Linked DNA regions of Capsicum annuum: region 2 is linked to region 1. A link is a contact called in public Hi-C data. All regions are on one chromosome and are shown on one strand. Each heading gives the region's core, a stretch centred on a gene start, on an enhancer-like site or on the middle of the called end of the contact. The rest is flanking DNA. Distances are from core to core; before and after follow the strand shown.

Evidence for each region. Hi-C and Micro-C count contacts between places; a contact is called where the count stands out from the background.
Region 2: a contact with region 1 is called in a Hi-C map of placenta, with 4 times the contacts expected there. The contact joins the promoter of LOC107864179 here to the enhancer-like site in region 1. A contact is called at or near these places in 3 of 5 Hi-C or Micro-C datasets (bud, leaf and placenta).

Annotation. Positions count from the first base shown.
Region 1 is chr3:14,314,565-14,318,528 of UCD10Xv1.1, reverse strand. No RefSeq gene overlaps it. Among protein-coding and RNA genes, the nearest start is that of LOC107864180, 6.0 kb to the left of the region's middle. Within about 2 kb of position 1,753, at least 1 of the 5 cell types and tissues checked has an H3K27ac peak or open chromatin away from gene starts, as enhancers often do.
Region 2 is chr3:14,375,158-14,379,121 of UCD10Xv1.1, reverse strand. LOC107864179 (chromatin modification-related protein eaf6) reads left to right here and starts at 1,461. Exons shown (of 7, transcript XM_016710469.2): 1 at 1,461-1,697; 2 at 1,786-1,877; 3 at 2,941-3,041. The coding sequence starts at 1,685.

The sequences.
Region 1 (3,964 bases), core at 504-3,003:
TCTATGTTGTTATTTATATTCCATCGTTTCCCTTATATTCACACTGTTAAAGGATTGACAAGATTTGAATTAATTACCTAATGAGTAAAGATGGATAGAGCGAGGGAGTAAAAAATAAATAATTTTAACAAATCATAATATATATATATATATATATATATATAAATCAAAAATTGCTTAAAAAATTTTTGTTGGTTGAACAACATATTTCTTATTGCGGTTTGGTTTTATATATTGAGTGCAGCTATAAATGATAAATCAAAATAATTTTGACGTGTGAAATAATTTTTAATATGAAAGTTTAAAACAGATTTTATGTCAATTCAATTGAAAGCAAAATCTCACGTTTTCAATGGTCAAAGTAAGTCATTTATTTATTTATTTTTTAAAAATATGGTGTCATAATTTTCAACTGCAAAGTAATTATCACATCTTTATATGAACTTTTGAAAATTCCAAATTACAGAAAAAATGTGCGTGATACAGTTTTCCTTTCCACACTAAAAATTGACCACACAGTTGATCATGGAAGTGTAAGTTATTAACTTTATTTTTTTAATGAAAAATGTTACTGAATGGGTTTGGTTGTAACGTCCAGCCCACTAGTTATTATGCGTTAATAGAGTGAACAGTCTGTTTACTTGTATATCTAGTTGGGTGTTACATACACCTTCACTAAAGTTTGCCGATGTGAAACTCTTTATCCTAAGTTGGGTGTTACATACACCCTCTCTTATGGACTCAGTGTCCTCGGTGAGGTGAGTGACTCTGATACCATTCATAACGGCCCAATCCACTAGTGATATTGTTCGTTTTAGATTTAATCCGCACGATTTTAAGACGAGTCACTAGAGTGAAAAGTTTGTTTACTTATATATACCGAGTATCTGTCCTGTGTTTTGTCGATGTGGAACTTCTTATCCGGGTGTTACGTTGGTGTATATATATAGTTCGATATTTATTTTGAGATTCGATTAATTTTAATTCGTGTTGAAAAATCTAACACTCAAAATAAAGATGTTTTCTACCAAAAATGACTATTCGTTTAGCTCGACCAAACCCTGGTTAGAGATGAAGAATTACTTAGCTAGAGGAAGAATGAAATTTATGAAATCTGCATGAAGAAAACAAGATGGTCATAGTATTATTAAAAGATCAAGTACAATTACTTTATTGAAGTTGAAATTTGCATGAGAAAAACAATGTGAACATAATATAATTAAAAAACACGATGTTACATAATTTTCTGACAAATTTCAACGTAAAAGTTACATTTTCTATAGACCTAGTTTATGTACAATAATAACTGTACAACCTACATGTGAAAGAGTCTATAGGGCGATAGTTTTAGCTCAAACTTTTGTATATATATTAAAAATTTATTAAAGTGATATAAAATATTAATTCGGACGTAAAAAAAATCAAATGAATATATGGTAACAAGTATCCTTTTCTAAGGATAGATGACTTGTTTGATTAGTTTCAAGGTGTCAAATTCTTTTCTAAGATAGATCTTCGGTCTGAGTATCATCAACTTAAGATTAGGGAGCTGGATATTCCTAAGACAACCTTCCATACTCGGTATGGACACTTTAAGTTCTTGATTATGTCATTTGGTTTGACCAATGCCCTGATGTCGAATAACGCATGAAATTATAAATTCTGAATCCGTCTTTGTCTACGTGTATCTAGGAGATTGATCTTTGATTTCGTGCTAACCACAAAAACGTATTCCATCTTCCAGTCTATGTCAAATGATATGTCGCTATTTGACAGTCAAATATTGTTTTTCTAAATTATAATTGGGGCGGCGCCAGTATATAACATATAAGTTCGACAAAATCTAGTAGTTTTAATCTAAACCTTGTACCTGTTTTAAAAAATATAATAAATATATAAAAGTTAAATTCAGAATACAGTTTTAATAATAGCATTTGAGATCATGTCGTAATTTTCAAAACCCATATATAAAATTTAAATTTTTGCTCCGTCTCTAATCATATACTACGAACATGCTACACGTCAATTTTTTTTAGGGCATAATAATTAAGATATAAAAATTTATTTGCATCCGATATTTATATCGATTCAACGAAAATAAACATAATACATCATACATGCATTCACATACACTCTAAAGGACAACTTTTTTCTTAATACGTGTATGAGAAAGATTTAACACCTGGAAAGATAAGAGAAGAAAAATTCTATATTGGGAAGAACAAAGAAATAATGGATGTGGAAAAATGAGTTTTAATTTTACTAGTCACATGTGATTATAATAATTTATAACAAAAGAAGAAAAAAAAACAACAACCAAAGACCATAAATGAACCACAAGAGTTGGTGTGGTGGTTCAACATCTCACCCCTTAAGCAAGAGGTTGATGGTTCGATCCCCACCTCTGGTGCATTGAAAAAACTCTGTGGTTAGTTCCCTACCGTTTAATGCATTGACCGTAGGAACGGATGATTAGTCTCACAACTGACGGCTGTGAAAATACTTTGGGAAATAAAAAAAAAGACCATAAATGGGGTGAAGATTTCTACTGAAATGACATGATTTTGTTAATATCCAGAAAATAGTTAATTCCTCCCTACTTTATTTTTACTTGTTCACTTTTTTTTTTTGGAATGTTCAATAATACTTACTAGTTTATTTTATAAAATTAATAAATAATTTATTTATTTTCATTCATTTTATCCTTGATATTTAATACAATGCATCATCATTGCATTTTTTAAAGCAAAAAAAGTTATTATATTCAAAGAATGATATACGAAAAATCACTCCTATATTTATTATTTTTTAAGATTTTGCTAAATCAAAATTAGATAAGTATTTATAAACGAAAGAGTACCTTTAAAATCTCTCACAGACCTTTGGTAGTCAACATGGAATTAATATGATCAGGTATTCATTGAATCTTGAAATTGGAAACCAAAAAACAACTTATTCCTCCTCAAGAATTTGTGTGATAGTCACGACCTGAGTCGGAGTTCTGGCCGTGATGGACATCTCGAACCATTAGGTTCGTCTTTAAAACGTTGTATTTTGTCGATGTGGGACTCCTCAATCCATTAGTGATATTATCCGCTATGAATCTAGACTCGCACGACTTTAAAACGCATTTCTAGAGAGTAAGACTTGATTACTTATATTACCAAGATCCCTCCTGTGTTTGGCCGATGTGGGACTCCTCCTAAGTTGGGGTGTCACAACGATATATATTTCTTTTTAATTTGTTTAAAAAATAATGATTTTGTCATTTTTAATAATTTATTAATATCGAACTTTCACATGACATAATAAGATTAAAAGTTATTTTAATATATTTGACATATTTTTAATTTAAAATAATTAAACAAGTCTATTCTTTTACTTAATTTTATGTTAAATTAAAACAAATCAATTACGGTGAGATCGAGTATAATAAAGTGAAGTTCTAGACATTAGAATATTATTTTTAGGGATAGTTTGGTAGAGTGTATAAGAATAATGCAAAATATGGTGTGCTAGTAATGTTTGTATTAGCTATGCTTGCATTAATTATGCTTGTATTTTTCTTATGCAGTGTTTGGTTTGATGTATTAAAAATAACATGAATTAAATAATTTCTAAAAATAATTTTTTTTTTACAAAAATATCTTTCATATATATGTTGGAAAGAATGTGAAATTTTTTTTTAGGAATAATAGTGTCTTTAATCATGTTAATGCATGCATTGCTACTATCATGGATTTTGAAGTATTAATAATACACACCTCAATACACAATAGAATATATAACTAATACATATGGTAAAATAAGGTATATGCATGTATTAATTTTCCAATACACTCTACCAAACGATCTCTTAACCTTTTATTTTGTCTTGTAGTACAAATATCTTTTAGGATCAGTCAATAGGGCAACAATATAATAATTTGCATACTTGGCGCAACTGTTTTTATTTTATTTTGTG
Region 2 (3,964 bases), core at 212-2,711, 61 kb before region 1:
ATGATTCGATTGCATGACTAGATTAATGGATGCTTAATTTTCTAACCCTCAATTTCTTCACTATTTTTGTATAGAATTCAACGTGTGTGTATATATATATCTTTTTTTTTTTTTTTTTTCATTCAAGTCATTTTTTAATGCTAAAATTTCCGCTCAGACAAGAATTATTTTCATCAAAATTGAAACTTTGTGATCACTATTATATTTTGAATTTTGAATTTACATGAGGTAGATGAATGTCGGTTGACTTTGAGGAATTCTTTTAAGTAAATATTAGGTTTAATTGTATTATTTTTAGATCTCTATTTTGAGAATTTTTCAATGTAAAGATAAAGTTTAGTTGTATTATTTTGATATCTTTATTGTCGTATTATTTTGTTATAGTTTAAAGTTGTTGGATGAGTGTTGTACGGATTTGAAGAAATTTTTGTGTAAAGATTTGATTTAATTATATTATTTTGATGTCTATATCATTATATTGTTTTGTTAAAGTTTACATGTGCCAGAGGAATGTCGATCGGCTTTGAGATTTTTTTTTAGTAAAGATGAGGTTTAATTAAATAAATTCTCTAAAAGATGTTGAATTTAATTATTTTATTCATCTTTATTATTTAAGCGAATATCCTAGTTAATGTGATGTTTAAACTCAATAAGGTGATGTGTACACCTAAACTAGTATAGTCTAAATGTTTGTCACATCGTGCTAACTTTTTCTAATAAAAAGTGAGAATCTAACAGGCCTATAAACTGCGAGGCTCTAATTTTTTCATTTTCGGCCCAAATAAAAGCTTTCTGGACATCACCGCCTTATTTCCTTGTTTATAAAGACTGATTCGGCCCAATAACTCAGAGTTACTTTATCTAAGGCCCATTTCAATTATAAATTGAAAAATAACATAAACATACATCATAACTTATCAAATTTGCACAAATCGTCACTCTTACAAAGTAATTATAAATATACCAACTAATTATATATCTTCGACAAATGTATTGAAAATTAATTATATGTCTCGACAGACCCCAAATCGAAAAAAATATATCAGAAGCTGATTATGTATCTGTACAAAAAAAAAATGTACCTACACTGGATGTATTATGTATTTTAACAGACTCAAAATCGAAAAAACGTATCAAGAGTTAATTATGCATTTTTCGTTGAATGTATCGAAAGCTAATTATATATGGGGACAAGTTCAAACTTAAAACTTTTTATAATTAAGTAAAGTATTGAAATTTTCTGTAATTAAGCTCCAAAATGTTGGAATTTATATTGTTTTTACTTACAAATTCTTTCAGTTTTATATCCGTTTGGTAGGAGTTATAATAAATAACTATTTAAAATTAACTTTAAAATAAATTTAAAAATATTTTATTGAAATAAAATTAAAAAATAACTTATTTTAAAATTAATTATTTTAAAATTATAATATTATTTTTATGACTAAACTTTTATTACCGAAATAACAATATCCGAATAACTAATCTCCCATGGATAGCTCATATAACTTGTTCCAACCGAACAAGGCCAAATTTTAATGTTTAAAGATAAGTTTTTTTTTTTTTTTAATTATTATTATTAGTTTGTCCAAAAGCTAACACTCCCAACAATTTCACTTATAAACTCATGTTCTTTCTGCTGAATTTTTAATTACAACTTATCTTCAAATTAATTGCCAAAAAAATGGAGCTCCATGGTAACTAATTTCACCCTTTTCTCATCAAATTTTGGGAATATTTATTTATTTTTTGATTATTTTTTTAATTTGGATTTTTTTTAATTAGGGCAAAGAGGTTCAAATCCTAAAGCTGTTCTTGCTTCCCTGCTGAATAAAAGAGAAAAGCTTCAAGAAGAGCTGAGAAATGTTGAAAAACAAGTAAAAATACTCTACCTTTCTTGAATTCCTTTAATTATTTTCATTACGAAGTTCTGTGTTTAGTTTTTTTTTTTTTTTTTTTAAGTTTTTGTAGAAGCTCTTTGGTTGGATATTAATCTGTGTTTTTTAATTTGTTTTTCTGTTTTTGACTTGCACGGAGTTTAAGAATATAAATAATACTCTCTCCTTCCCAAATTACCCATCCCAAATTTTCTAATTTAATTTCTCATTTTACTTTTCTTTTTTCCATTAATCAAGAAGACACAATTTTTTTTCTATATTTTACCCTTTGCATTAATTATTTTTTCTTTAAATTAAAATGTAAACATCATTTAACGGAGGTATTATGGTAAACTAGGCATATTATTAATTATTTTTCTTAATCATTGTGCCATCTCAATTTGGGACCGAGGGAGTACTAAATACTTTTGAATTTTATTGTCTTAAATTAAAGGTGGGTGGAGTTTATGAAAATGTCATTTAATCTTGTGGTCTTAAATATGCCACGTGAAAAATTGAAATTAAGGACTTGAATCTTGTAGGTTTTAAATTGAAGATATGTGAAATATATTAAAATATCCTTTAATCTCTTGTGATCTTAAACATGTCGCGTGTAAAGTTTGAAATTAAAGAGTTGCCAAAAAAGTTTTTTTTTGAAATGGACTAAAATAGACCGAAAAGAAAAGTAAGATAAATAAATTGAAAGGGGAAGTTGAAATTAAATAGTTGCCAAAAAAGGTGTTGTTAAACGGACTAAAAAGGAAAGTAAGATAAACAAATTAAAAATGGAGGGACTGATATATTTTTGTATTGTTTTACTGAAATCTTTTAGAAATTGTATATATAATTTGATATTCTCTCTACCTTCCCGGACCCACTCGTGGGATTATATTGGGTATATTGTTGTATCTGTCATTTGAGATCTTTTGGTAATAACGATTTTGCTGTAATTTCGAGTATTTGCGGCTTGTGTCATGAGATATGAGAAATTGTTTGATTATTCGCGTTATCCCTTTTTAGTGTTCAAATAGGAAGCTAAGATATGAGTATTGGTTTGATGTAGGTTTATGATCTCGAGACGAGTTATTTGCAAGAAACGGGCTCCTTTGGGAACGCGTTGAAAGGTTTTGAAGGCTTTCTATCAACATCGAATAAGAATTCAAAGTACACACCTTTCTAGCGTTTATTTCCTCACATTCTTGTAGTTGGAAAGTAGAAGTGTTGTTATTGTAAATGGTTACTTTTTGTCGCATAGCGTTTCGTTTTTTCTCGCTAAGTATCTCGTGTGCCTCTTAGTGTCTGCAATAGTTAAAGTTTGAAACTTTGAATATCTCACATCCTTGATTTGATGGGAGGTAAGAATCAGCTTCTAAAGTAACGTTAGGCGTAAATATAGTTATGAGTTATATTAATAACCCATAAAGTTATGATAGTTGATGGAATTGTTCATGAAAATTTCGTTCTATGAATCGGCATTTTGTTGCGTTGACTTAGCATATATATCAGTTTCTTATTTTATGATAATTGGGCTCTTATTTCAGTAATTGCTTGATTTCCACATGGTATTGTGATAACGATGACAACTGCAATCTGTATTAAGATTCTTTAATGGAAATAATCTTGATAGGGATGTACTGGTTCTGAACTGTACAGGATTCAGTGAAGCATAGATCAACAAGTAGATGCGCTCTGTTGGTTAGGTGAAAAAATGACCATAAGAAAAAAGGGCAAGTTACTGCATCTAAAGTAATATACTGGTTCCGTGAGACTTTACTATCCATATCTCTAGATACAAGATAAAAAAGATTCACATCTCTAGGTAAATTTAAGGTTTCTGTCTATGATATTTTCTCCTGGAGTTTGTCCGTTAAAGGACATGCAAAGTTGATGAGTTTCCTGTAAACAGAAGCAAACATTGTGGAGATCTGAGTAATTCAGTAAGCTTAATAAGCCTCTAATTTTTCGGACTTGGTCGATGACACCAAATGCACTAATCATTCGGAACCTGATTTTCAATTCTGATGACCCTTAAACTTCTTTCAGACACGGAACTCCGCAAGCACTATCATGAATGAACAAACATTAAA